3 separate regions of the Mus musculus genome follow, and all the other regions are linked to region 3. A link is a contact called in public promoter capture Hi-C data. All regions are on one chromosome and are shown on one strand. The core of a region is the stretch at or near the end of the contact, and the rest is flanking DNA. Distances in the headings are between cores, read along the strand shown. Region 1 overlaps Borcs5 (BLOC-1 related complex subunit 5). Region 2 has its middle 23 kb from the start of Emp1. Region 3 holds the start of Apold1 (apolipoprotein L domain containing 1).

Region 1 (4,095 bases), core at 105-2,604, 310 kb before region 3:
TCGCCACAGCTTCCACGCATCAGCTTCAACTCTTCCTGCCTTCTGAGCCTGCTCCCTTTCCAAGACAGTGTCTCTAATTACTTGTGTCCTTTGCAAGCTAACAAATTCCAAAGTAAGCCTGTAAAAATCAGATGTACAGGGGTCTGACCTTGACTTCTGCCTTGTTCTCTCCCATGCCAGTTGACTTACTACTACCTAAAGAACCCTGGACGTACTATTCACTCACTGAGGATTTGTTTCCACATATAAATCACATTTTTATACTGGATGTGGGTGCCTGCTATTATGGTTTTGTTTGTTGCAACAGGAAAGAGGATACCTTTAAAGCTGTGGGATTTTGCGGGGGTGCGGGGGGCAGGGGTTGCTGGAAAGATGGCTCAGAGGTTAAGAGGACCTACTGTTCTATCATGAGGACCAGAGATCTGATCCCATACCCCAATCAGGTGATACTGGATAAATTATCTACATGGATGGATGGATGCCAGGAATAAGGGTCAAAAATGGTCTCAGTAGACTCGAAAGATGGGCTAAAGCCACAGTAACATTTAACAGCAGTATATCAAGTTATACATTTAAATTAAAAATAAACAGTTGTCCATGGATATGGTACAAATGTCAATGACAATTCAGTGTGGGTTTTTATGGGTCTCAAGTTTAGAAAAATGGTATTCATAGGCACGGTATTTGGCTCCAATGACTGCTGGAGGCTCCTCAGGATAAAGACAGGAATTTGAAGGCAATTGCCTTTAAATTACAACTGCTATTATGGTTTTATTGTTGCAACAGGAAACATGACATTGGCACTTTGAAAGCTGTGGGATTGGGGGGGCAGGCAGAGAGGGGGTGCTGGAGAGATATCCCGGAGGTTAAGAGGACTTACTGTTTTATCATGAGGACCAGAGATCTGACCCTAGTACCCACATCAGGCAGCTTATAACTGCCTGTAACTCCAACTTCAAGGGATCCAATGTATTTCTACCCTTCACTAGCATTTGCATGTAGTCTCACACAGATGTACACATAGATAAAAATAAGTCTTTAAAAAAGTCTGTATTTTTGGGTAATTACTGGGGCAGTGGTCTGAGATGGACAACCCAGTTAGGTAGTCACTGTAGTTTTCTAATGATACACTGATCAAAGTCATGGCTGAGTTAGGGCCGGTAGAAGAGCAAATCTGAGTTGTCTCAAAGAAGAGAGGAGGGTGAGAACTGAAAGCAGAGGGCAGTATGCCTGACTGGGGAGGCAGGATAATGGCCGAACTGAAAGCAGATTAATTTCTTAAACTGGCTCCTCTGAACCACAGCTAGGAGTCATATCAGTGATGGAGGCTGAATGGCATGGCCTAGCCCCTGGGAGTGTTTCTCTGGTCATGAGTGAACTTTCAATGACGTGGGAGTATTTTTGGAAAGGGAGGGCAGCAGATATCTTTCAGATTTAATGGTTTTCTGAGTCAATTTTGCACTGGTGGTAGTCTTCCAGTCATGGCACACACTCTGTGCTGGTGTACTTAGCACACAAGTAATGATGTATGCAGTGCTCTTGGAAAGGAGTAGGGGTTATGAAATCGTTATACTATTATTTTACTGTTTGTGCCAAGGAGCGATCCATCTGGGGTTCTGTTCTCTAGACCCAGAGTGAATACTAATAGGAATTTATGGCACTCTTGTTGGAAATTTCTACTCTCATTTAGAAGCCATTAACAATTGTGTTGATAAAATAATGTTTTAAATGGAGCATATGAAACCCATGCTTAGCAGCTGTACCCTTCCAGAACACTAGCTTATAAAGTACTCCTCGGAGGAGCCTGTGGGTGGGATGAAGTCACCTGAGTAATTTTCTGTAATTATAACCTTCAGAGCTGCTTCCTTTGTCTTTTTCAGGTTAACTTTAAACAAACTCAGCAGCCGCAGCATTGCAGCAACCTATGATTTTCTTTTTCTCTACAAACGTGTGTGTGTGTGTGTGTATGTGTGTGTGTTTCATTGTCAGGGATGGAACCCAGGATCTCTTGCATGCTAGTCAAGTGCTGTATCTCTAAGCTGCACCACATCCTGGAATTTTGTTAAATCGTCACAGTTACAGAGGAAGATAGATTTTTTTTTAAATTCTTGTTCCTTCTTTAGTTTACTTCAATTTATATTTATGAGAAATGTTGGAACTCACAAACAGTGAGCTAGCTATCTGCTTGAAGATTACTGAGCTCAGAATGGCACCTCTCCAATCACTGCTAGGTAGGATTTGGATCTGAGTGAATTCATTCCTACAACATGCCCCTGAGAGCCCCAGAAGGAAATGTTAGTGCCGTGCCCTGTCACAGTTCCATGGTTGGGTTCCTTGTGCGCATCCCAGAATACGACAGTGTCAGGCAAAGCGTAGATGATGCTTAGACTGTGAATGGTGCCTTCCCAGCCCTGCGGTCAAGTCAGGGCGTGGGGCCTCGGAGACCTAGCAAAGGAGGAGCTGAGCCTGACACAGTCTGCTGCTCCCATCACGGCTGGCCACTTAGACACCAGAACCACAGTCCCTAGTCAGCTCTTTAAACTTTATATTACTTAATGTGTAGAGTAAAATGTTGGCCTTCAAAAGCATTTAAACGGTGCCTTGCTGAAGTATATAGCAGAAAGTAGTTATAATACATGGTTGCTATTCTTACCTTTTCTTTTTTCCCTCCCATAAGTAACAAATGATCTAGAATAGTCTGGGGCTTACTTTTTTATTTTTCTTTTATCTTTTTGGATCATCTATTAGCTCTTTCTTACAATGATGAAACAGAAATATCTTTTGTGGGGTGTAAACATGATCAAGTCGGGCTGGCGAGGTGGCTCAGTGATTAAGAGCACTGACTGCTATTCCCGAGGTCCTGAGTTCAAATCCCAGCAACCACATGGTGGCTTACAACCATCTGTAATGAGATCTGACGCCCTCTTCCGGTGTGTCTGAAGACAACTACAGTGTAATTACATATAATAAAAAATAAATCTTTAAAAAAAATGATCAAGTCATCTTGTTATGTTACCCTTTCTAGTAACTTAGGGGCAATGTTTTAGCTTGCTGAGACTGCCTGGAAAGTTCTTTGTGCACACGTATAGGGCCTTGTGTCAGAGAAATGTTTCAGAAGATCTGCAAATAGATCAAGAACATAGGGAAGGCAAACAGAAGGAAGTTAGTCATCTTTGTTGCTTCAGAACTGAGCAAACGTTTTGGGAGAGCGAAGTTCCTGCTGGACATCACTGAATAAGAATGAGTTGATGTCACAGTTGGCCAGAAGCAACTTTTTTTTTTCCTTTTTTTCTTTTTTGTCATACAAAGAGTACAGCAGGATGGGGAGGAGAGAGTGAAGACAAGGGGAAAAGAATTGTAGGGGAAATGAACTGGAGAAGGAATGTAAGAATGGCTCACTTGTTGTGAGTAGCATTGCTATGTATAAAAGCTGTGCTTTTCTTATCAGGAGGAGTCCGCCTTACAGGAGCTGGGAGCAGGGATGTTTCCTGGCTCCTCTCCAGGCTCAGAGGGCCACTGTGTGCTGATCCCTGAAGAGGGCTGTGGAATTATGTTGATTTAGTGTCAAGGAGGAATGGCCCCTGTTGCTTCTTTGTCTCAAAATAGTCCTACAATCATGATGAGTGAAGAAGTGCATAAGACACGGGGCCGTGGAACTCAGAATAGTCGTTTTAGCAGTCAACCTTGGAGAAAAGGCCACTGCCTCTGCCTCTGCCCCTGCCCCTGCCCCTGCCCCTGCCCCTGCCCCTGCCCCTGCCCCTGCTCCCCCCAATCCTAGGCAAATTTGTTGGAAATTGGAATTTGTTGGAACCTGGGTGGCCAGGTTTAGGTAACTAATTGTCCATATTTCTAAAAACTCGGCAGTGTCAAGATTGGCCAAATTCAGGTTGGAATCACCTGAAGCTAGCTAAGTGAATATCTAAGTGAAGCTCTCTAAGGTCCAGGCTTAGAGGAGGAGGGGTTGCAGACACCACTGGTGTCTTGGGTGTACTACTCTTCGTTGTGTGTGCACTGTGCTGTTTGGAGTGTTGAACTTTTCTACTCACTAAATTCCAGTAGTGACCTCAGTTTTGTGACAGTTAAGAGAGGCCATAA
Region 2 (4,139 bases), core at 1,027-3,526, 400 kb after region 3:
CAAGATTAACTCCTTTATGTGAGCTGTCAGAGCTGTCATTGATGGCAGAGAGCAGGTGGGCATTATGTATCATCCCATCATCATATCAACACTGGTATGACAAATATGGTTTATTGATTGTCTTCTGGTCCTCTATGGTCTTGCACTAAAAACAAAACAAAGCAAAAAAACAACCCTAAACAAAACAACACACCAAAAATATACTATGAGAGGTTAAAGAGATGGTTCAGTGGTTAAAAGCACTCGTTGATCCTTGCAGAGGACTCAAGTTCAGTTCTCAGCACCCATGTGGAGGCTCACAGTCATCTGTAACTTAACTTCCAGGGGATCCAATGCTTTCTTCTGGCAAAATACTTACACCATAAAGTAGATGAGTATTGGGAAATACATCATCAAACTTGAAAAATTACTCTGCAACTTAAAAGGCTAAAAGATGGCTTGGCAATGGCCCAGTGGGTAAAGTGTTCACTACACAAGCATGAGGACCTGAGCTTGGAGTCCCAGAACCCATATTAAAAAGGTGCAATAATGTGTGTCTGAACTCCAGTTACAGGGGGTAGAGACTGAGCTTACTGGTCAGCTAGCCTAGCCCAATATGTCCAGGTCCAGAGAGAGGCCCTGTCTCAGAAAGAATGTGAAAACTAATAGATCATCCTATTTTAACCCCTGTTTTCCACATATGCTTAAATGGATGAGTGTACACACACATACTATACACATGCATACATACATACATACATACATACATACATATATACATACATACATACATACATACTATATACACAAACACACACACACACACACACACGGTTTTTGCATATTTCAAATTAGCAGATCAAATGGCATTGATTTTTATAATGCCTTCTTAGAGGCCCATATGATATCCTTTTTGTTTATCTCGTCTTCTGTGTGTGTGTGTGAGAGAGAGAGGGGGGGGAGAGGGAGAGAGAGAGAGAGAGGGAGGGAGGGAGGGAGGGAGAGAGAGAGAGAGAGAGGGAGGGAGGGAGGGAGGGAGGGAGGGAGGGAGAGAGAGAGAGAGAGAGAGAGAGAGAGAGAGAGAGAGAGAGAGAGAGAGAGAGAGAGAGAGAGAGTTAGTTTATTGTGTAGCTCTGGCTAGCTTCAAACTTAGAATCCCCCGAGCTCTGCCTCTTCTGAGTGGTAGGATTAGAGGTGTGTCCCATCACCCCTGGCTGCCCATAAGATGCCTTACGTTGTTTTTAGGATATTAGTTCTCAACCTGTGGGGTGTTGAACAACTCTTTCATAGGGTCACATATCAGATATCCTGCATCTCAGATAGTTACATTATGATTCGTAACAGTTGCAAAATTATAGTTATGAAGTGGCACCACAATAATTTTGTGATTGCGAGTCACCACAACACAAAGAACTGTACTGAAGGGTCACAGAGTTAGGAAGGCTGAGAACCACTGCTTTAGGACATCTTCATAAAAGGTCTACTTCCCTCACTTAGAGCTCCTACCATGATACAACCCCTTGGTTCGCTCTTCTGACTGCCCATCCCTTCCTCAAAAGTCTTTAGTCACCAATGAACACCCAGACCCACCCAACATGTTCTTCAACTGCAAAGATATCATCTTCCATTTCAAGAATCTAGTTGGTCATCAGGGTGTCTTCGGAGAGGCCGCAAGAGGGCTATCAAGCAAGAAACTCATGCAAGACTCCATACAGCAATTCACACCCCAGAGTGACTTCCCTATAGTATTTTCTCTGAAGACCTGACTTTCTCCAGTTCCTCAGTTGATCAGATGAGGCCCACCCACCCCATGGATGGCGACCTGCTTTGCTTAAACTTTACCTGTTTAAAAGTCATTTTCATCCCAAAACATATTCCTAGAGATACCCAGAATAATATTCGGTGATGTAGTTGGATACTTTGGCCCAGCCAAGTTGACACATAAAATTAGACATCACTGGGTTATCTTCTAGTCAAGGCCAAGGTGCACTGGCTTTCTGTTTTAGAAATAATTTAAAGAAAGCTTAAACACCAGATGTTTCCATGATTTCAGATGACATTTAGTTCTGTGCAGAAGTGAGATAGCAAGACATGAGAGTTATCTTGCAAAATGAGATTACATTCTGAGAAAGGGCAGGACGTTGTCAGATTTCCACATATAAAGGCGGTTAATAAATATTTGAGCAATTAAACGTCTTGGATAGAATTGAATTGAATTGAAGTGATTAAGTAAATATGCAGGTGACCTTGGTCTAAGTGAGGCATGTGGAGAAAGGTGAGTCATTGAGATCTCTCTTGCCATTCCAGAATGAGGCCCACAGGCACAGGGAAGTCATTCACTGGGGTGATAACCCAGGTGCCACATGGTTAATAGGTAACTCTGTCACTCTGCTTTGGATTTACTCCTGATTGTCCCTTTGTAAAACCCCTCTGGCTTTTAGGCACAGAGGACAATTTCTCAGGCGCCTTTGGAAGTAGGCCTGTGGGAGTTTAAATCATGCGTGTGCAAGGCTCTGTATTCCAGCAACACAAGAAGCAGTTTTCTGTGTCTGCTAAGGAAAAGCCAGCACATACCACCAGGCAGACGAAATGTCTCTCAGGAATGTTGCAGTTGAGTTTGAAATAGCCCCATTCTGGAGCACAGAGGGAACGTGGGCAGTGGTGGGGAGTAAGGTAGAAGGAAGGAGGCTTGCTGGAACTTTTTGTTAGTGGTGTGACTTGTTGAATCGGTTGACATTTGAGAGGAGAACATGTCTCACAGCACACAGCAGGTGGTGACATGGAGCCCATGGGAGGTGTTTTCTACCTGGCATTATTTTTTTTAACAGGCATAGAGAGACCCAGATGTGGGCCAGACATGTGACTGTTAAGACATGTGTTGGTAAACTGCTAAGCATGGTTGCCGTACACACCTGCTGGGGACATAGAAAAAAAATCAGATGTGCATCCTTTTCTCCCTCTAGCTTCCAATTTAGACTGGAAATAGATCTCATCCATAGATTAAAGTTAGCTAGAGATTTGGGGAAGGAGGCTCGAGGGTATGGGGCACTGTTAGCTCAGGGAAGGTAGAATACCTTCTTGGTTCTCAGTCCTTCTTCATGGTTCTGTCCCACTTCAGCATCAGTGAGCTGTGCATTTTGTTGCTTTGAGATAGGACCTTCCTATGTAGCCCAGTCTAGACTACAACATGCAGTTAGTAGTCTTTTGAGTATTGGGGTTCCAGGTGTGCAGTGTTTTTCAGAATATGATAGTCATTTAGTGAATCGTAGCTATGAGAACCTACAAAGTGATCTGCCAGAGACATTACTGTAATAAGAGCTAACTGCGACAAAGCAGATGGCGAGGAAATGCAGACTGTTGAATTCTTAATGACTTAATGGGTTGGTACAGGCCAGGAGGTGTGTATATGCCTGCAGTCCCAACACTAGGGACACAGAGGCAGAGGAGAGGCAGGAGTCACAAGTTTGCCAGCCTGGCCTGTAGTAGTTGAGATTCAGGCCAGTAAGGGTTACATAAACAAGACTATGTTTCAAAATTCTCCTAGAATTTTTTTTTCACTTACTGTCTGGGCTGAAATGATTTTTTGGTAATTTATTTTGGAAATGCAATGTATTTTCAGTGGGATAGGATTTAGTTTAAATACCAGACTGTTCTGTTGCTCTTCCAAGCCCTTGTGTCTTGGAAAAGCTGCCTGTGTCTGCTAAAGGGAGGGTGGAGAGTGAACATGGGTCTCTTGTCAGAAAAGTCTGCCTTGATTATAGCAAGGAAGTAGTGTTTAGTTTTCCATTAAATATGGAAGGACATGGCACTCAGAGCGACACTGTCTGGATCAAGGTATCTCCCATCTTTCATCTGTTTGATAGTGTAATTTGGGTATTCTGAGGCTGGCACTTCTTAGCTGCCTCCCTTGTATTAACACATGGATCTCTTAAATTCAGATTATTTCAGCATGTTTGAATGACATCATCTCCTCAGTATTATAATTTATAGGCTTTGAGCATTATGAAATCTTGAAATTTTTAGTTTTTGTCTTCTGAAACACACACACACACACACACACACACTTTTCTGAGACAGTATCTCATTTAGCCCAGGATGGCTTCCAACTCACTACATAGCTGAAGCTGGACTCCTAATCCTCCTGCCTCCACCTCCTGAGT
Region 3 (3,743 bases), core at 891-3,390:
ACACCTCTGGCCTGATGTGCCCAAAGTAATGGGGCTAACAACAGGTCATGAGCCAGAACCTCAATGCTATGAGGAAAATAAACCCTTTTCTTCACCCCTGACGCCCTTTACACACACACACACACACACACACACACACACACACACACACACACACACACACATGGACCAGGGACCTGCACAGGAATGGCACCTACCAACAGTGTGCTGGGCCTGTCTATATATGTGTGTGTGTGTGTGTGTGTGTGTGTGTGTGTGTGTGTACATGCACGTGGGAGTAAGAGAATGGCTTTGAGTGTTGTTCCTCATGTGCTGGCTGCCCTTTTGTGGTTGGAGTAGATAGAGCTTGTGATGTAAGCTAGGCTGCTCGACCAGCAACACCACACTTGGCAGTTTTAAATGTAGGTCCTGAGGATTAGACTCAGGCCCCTGTGCTTCCAGGTTTTGCTCTCCAGTTCGGGCTGACCTTGAACTTTGAGCAAACTATGATGCTTCCTTCCAGGTGCTGGGATGACAGGCCTGTGCCACCATGCCCAGCCGTTCTGCCTCTTATCTCAAGAGTACAAGTAGACGCTGGGGCCATTCTGCTCGGTTATGTCTATTCTGTAGGAGCTATAACCAGAACACTTGGACGTGGACTAAATTCTGACTGATCAAGGTCAAGAGCAGCAGGGTGTGCTGCAGGTGGCACTGCTCTGGTAAAGACAGGTTATCCATACGAAAGTGAGGGGCTTAATTGTGTTCTACAATGATAGAGCTGTTGAAACTTTCCAAATGGGGCAGAGCAAGAGGCAAGTTCAATGCCAGTCTGATCTACTTAATGAGTTCTAGGCTAGCCAGAACTCCATAGTGAGACCGCACTGAACAGATGCAAGAGACTCCAAATGAATAAGGGGGACTTTTGTTTCGTTTTGGGAACAGGGTCTCACGTAGCCCAGGCTGGATTCCAACTAGCTATGAATCCGAAGCTGACCTTGAATGTCTAACCCTCAAGCTTTTACTTCCTGGTGCTGGAATTACAGGGGTGGGCCACAGTGATGGGTTTCTGGGTGCCAGTGTTAGAATCCAGGGCCTCCGCGTGCTAGTCTACTGCACCTCCAGCTGGAGACATGAATCATTTAGGTGAAAACCAGTTTGGCCTTTGACGATGGTGTCAGGGGTCCTTTGGTGAGACTGGGTTTCCCAACTAAGCTTCAGCTTCTCCCCTCCCCCCACCCCCACCCTAACTGCTTCAGGGATAGCTATGGGGTGCATCGCCATCTGGTCTGGGTAAAGGCACAGAAAGAAGCTACATTCATTTCCCCGCCTGCACGCTCTGTAATAGATAACTGTTTTTCAGACCCTGCTGGGGAACCTGTAGCTAGAATCCACTCATTTAACCATGATGCAAGCTACAGTCCTCGCTTCATATGAAAACCCCGGAAGCCATCATCTCCCCGCTGCCATGGAAAGTGTATAATTAGCTCGGTGTGCAGCTTGACCCCAGTGATTTTTCTGACGCACTTGGCCCCGCAGTGTGCCCTTTTTGAGACCTCCTGTGTCTTCTCCACAGCTGGAGATGCCCTAAACTGCACGCAGCACTTCCTGTGGGCGTGGTCTTGAATTTTAGGCGCTCCTTGGTGCTGGCTGCCCTCCCTTAATGGGTCACATGCTTCAGCTACTTACATCCCCACAAAGCTCTTTGAAAAGGACCATGAGTGGCTGTATCGATCATAATTAAGTTTTCCGGTCCCTCCTATTTCTTTTTAAAAATGATTTTCTGATGGAGTCCTCTCAAAGAAACACTATAATTGGGCAGCCTGGGGCATGTGGGAAAGCCTCCCCCGATGGCGTCAGTAGCTATTCTCAGGAGAGGAAAGGCAGGGTATCCCCACTGGGAGATGACAGCACTTGTTTCAAGTTGGGGAAGAGCCTGTGGTTCTCTTCCTGCGTTTGGAGGGGAAAGCGAACACACAATATTCATTTCCTAAATACGGGACGTGCTTTGCCAGCGTCTCTTTTTCCAACATGTCATATCCTGGCCGAAGGCAGCAGGGGTCAGGGCAGGAAACAGCAGCTTCTCAGAATGAGACAAGGCTTTCCCAGAGCCGTCATTGGCTCCTGGGAGCTATAAAGTATGCTCGTCCAGAAACAGTCTCCCACTTTTCTTCCTGGAGGCCAGAGTGAAGGGTAAGTGGGGAGTCCGAGGGATGTGTCTGCAATGGGATTGGTGATATCGGGGTCAACTCTCGAGGCGTCATGTATTTGGAGTGACTTTTTCCCAACCTTCTTGTTACCTGAAAACTTCTTACTGGTCAGCTAGATCATGGAGGTCAACCAGGAGCTGTAGGACCTATGAGTCAGGAGACCAGTGTTCTTCTGGGGGCACTGAGAAACATCAGCTGTTGGTAGCCGGTCTCTAAAGGCCTTCATCTTAACCGAGGACAATGAGTTCTGGCTGTGCATGCCGATGCAAGCCTGGAATTCTAGAACTCAGGAGGTGGAGGCCGGAGAATCGGGGGTTTGAGGTCAACTTGGACTATGTAACAGCCTGTCTTTAAAAACAACAAAAACAAATGGAGAAAGATAAAAAATTAAATAACTTCTGCCCTGCTCGTTCAGGTCCGACATGCTCTTTCAGTGACTTATTTGGTGCCTTTAAGAAGTTCTGACTGGTGGAGAGTACAGTGTGTATGAAAATGGGGCTCCCTCATTACCAGGACAGATGGCCTTTTACAGATGAACCTGGTACATTCAGCTTTCTCCCTTAGTCACCTTTTATTGGCTTCAGTCCATCTGGACCCAAGGAAGCCTCCAGTGAGCTGCTAGCTAGCACCTTTTCTTTTTTACCTTGAGACAAATTCTTGTTATGTAGCCTTGGATGGCCTAGAACTCAGTATTTAGACCAGGTTGGCCTTGAACTCTCAATGATCCTGCCTCTGCCTCCCAAGTGCTAGGATTAGAGAGAGGGACAGGGACATTGAGAGAAGGAGAGAGAGAGAGAGAGAGAGAGAGAGAGAGAGAGAGAGAGAGAATATAATGATATAATGAGAATGGGGGGGGCAAGTACCTTGAGTCCCTAGGACACAAGTCTCCACATAATGAAAAGTTTTTGTTACGTTACATGCACGGTTTGCTACTTTTAAGGTGTTCTCTTCTTTTTATTGGTCCTTGTTTGTCAGGAGTTGGGGAATAGAATAGGGTGTCACACCAGACAATGGCTCTACCCCTGAGCTGCATCCTCAGCCCAAGTGTCATTTTGAAAACAGAGCAAAGTCTCTGTTTTCAGAGCATTTACCTGGAGCAGCTTTCTAATAGTCTCCACCTTCCCGTTTAAACCTTTATTTAAATCTGTGGATGGTGTCCATAGATTTTGTTCCCTGGAAGGAAAGCAGAAGACAGCATAATCTCTGTTGGAACGCACAGTTAACGGGTTCTGGGAACTTGTGTGACTTGTCCCAGGCTCCAGAGCCTTTGGAAACTTGACCCATAACCCAGTAGTAACCTACCTCCCTGTTCCCAGTCCTGAGTGGTTTATTTATTCGTGTATTCATTTCGGCAGCCTTGTGGATTGAGTCTGAGGGTTGAACGCTAGGTAAGTGATCTACCATTAAGGCAACACGCCCAGCATAAAGTCTATTAATTATTTGAGGACTCTCTAGAGAGTGCACCGGGCAGCTCTAGCCTAGGGCAGCAACGGGTGCGGAAACTCGGGCTAACTGTGCGTCTATGTCCCTCACAGGGCATGGAGAAGCGGGCGGCCT

The links. Promoter capture Hi-C pulls out the DNA fragments that hold promoters and counts their contacts.
Region 1: a promoter capture Hi-C map of hippocampal neurons shows a contact between it and region 3, with 2.2 times the contacts expected there. The contact joins the enhancer-like site here to the promoter of Apold1 in region 3. A contact is called at or near these places in 8 of 39 promoter capture datasets (the 3T3-L1 cell line, cranial neural crest, frontonasal cranial neural crest and 5 more), 4 of 484 Hi-C or Micro-C datasets (the N1E-115 cell line, embryonic stem cells, large pre-B cells and 1 more), 4 of 115 datasets of contacts at active chromatin or transcription factors (embryonic stem cells, large pre-B cells, pancreatic cancer cells and 1 more) and 2 of 9 other capture datasets (adipose tissue and liver).
Region 2: a contact with region 3 is called in a promoter capture Hi-C map of cranial neural crest, with 2.4 times the contacts expected there. The contact joins the enhancer-like site here to the promoter of Apold1 in region 3. A contact is called at or near these places in 5 of 39 promoter capture datasets (the C10 cell line, cranial neural crest, embryonic stem cells and 1 more), 1 of 15 datasets of contacts at CTCF or cohesin (large pre-B cells), 3 of 484 Hi-C or Micro-C datasets (the N1E-115 cell line and embryonic stem cells), 3 of 115 datasets of contacts at active chromatin or transcription factors (embryonic stem cells and pancreatic cancer cells) and 1 of 9 other capture datasets (embryonic stem cells).

What each region holds. Positions count from the first base shown.
Region 1 is chr6:134,667,842-134,671,936 of GRCm38.p6, forward strand. All of the region lies in intron 2 of Borcs5 (BLOC-1 related complex subunit 5), which reads left to right. Among named protein-coding and RNA genes, the nearest start is that of Borcs5, 29 kb to the left of the region's middle. Within about 2 kb of position 1,355, at least 58 of the 459 cell types and tissues checked have an H3K27ac peak or open chromatin away from gene starts, as enhancers often do. A contact at or near this core is called in adipose tissue, hippocampal neurons and pancreatic cancer cells, where this site is marked.
Region 2 is chr6:135,383,630-135,387,768 of GRCm38.p6, forward strand. No RefSeq gene overlaps it. Among named protein-coding and RNA genes, the nearest start is that of Emp1, 23 kb to the left of the region's middle. Within about 2 kb of position 2,277, at least 33 of the 459 cell types and tissues checked have an H3K27ac peak or open chromatin away from gene starts, as enhancers often do.
Region 3 is chr6:134,979,861-134,983,603 of GRCm38.p6, forward strand. It overlaps Apold1 (apolipoprotein L domain containing 1), which reads left to right and starts at 2,141. Exons shown (of 2, transcript NM_001109914.1): 1 at 2,141-2,169; 2 at 3,722-3,743. The coding sequence starts at 3,725. Gm36428 (a long non-coding RNA gene) reads right to left here. Exons shown (of 3, transcript XR_003956531.1): 1 at 3,278-3,743; 2 at 2,277-2,534; 3 at 2,038-2,195.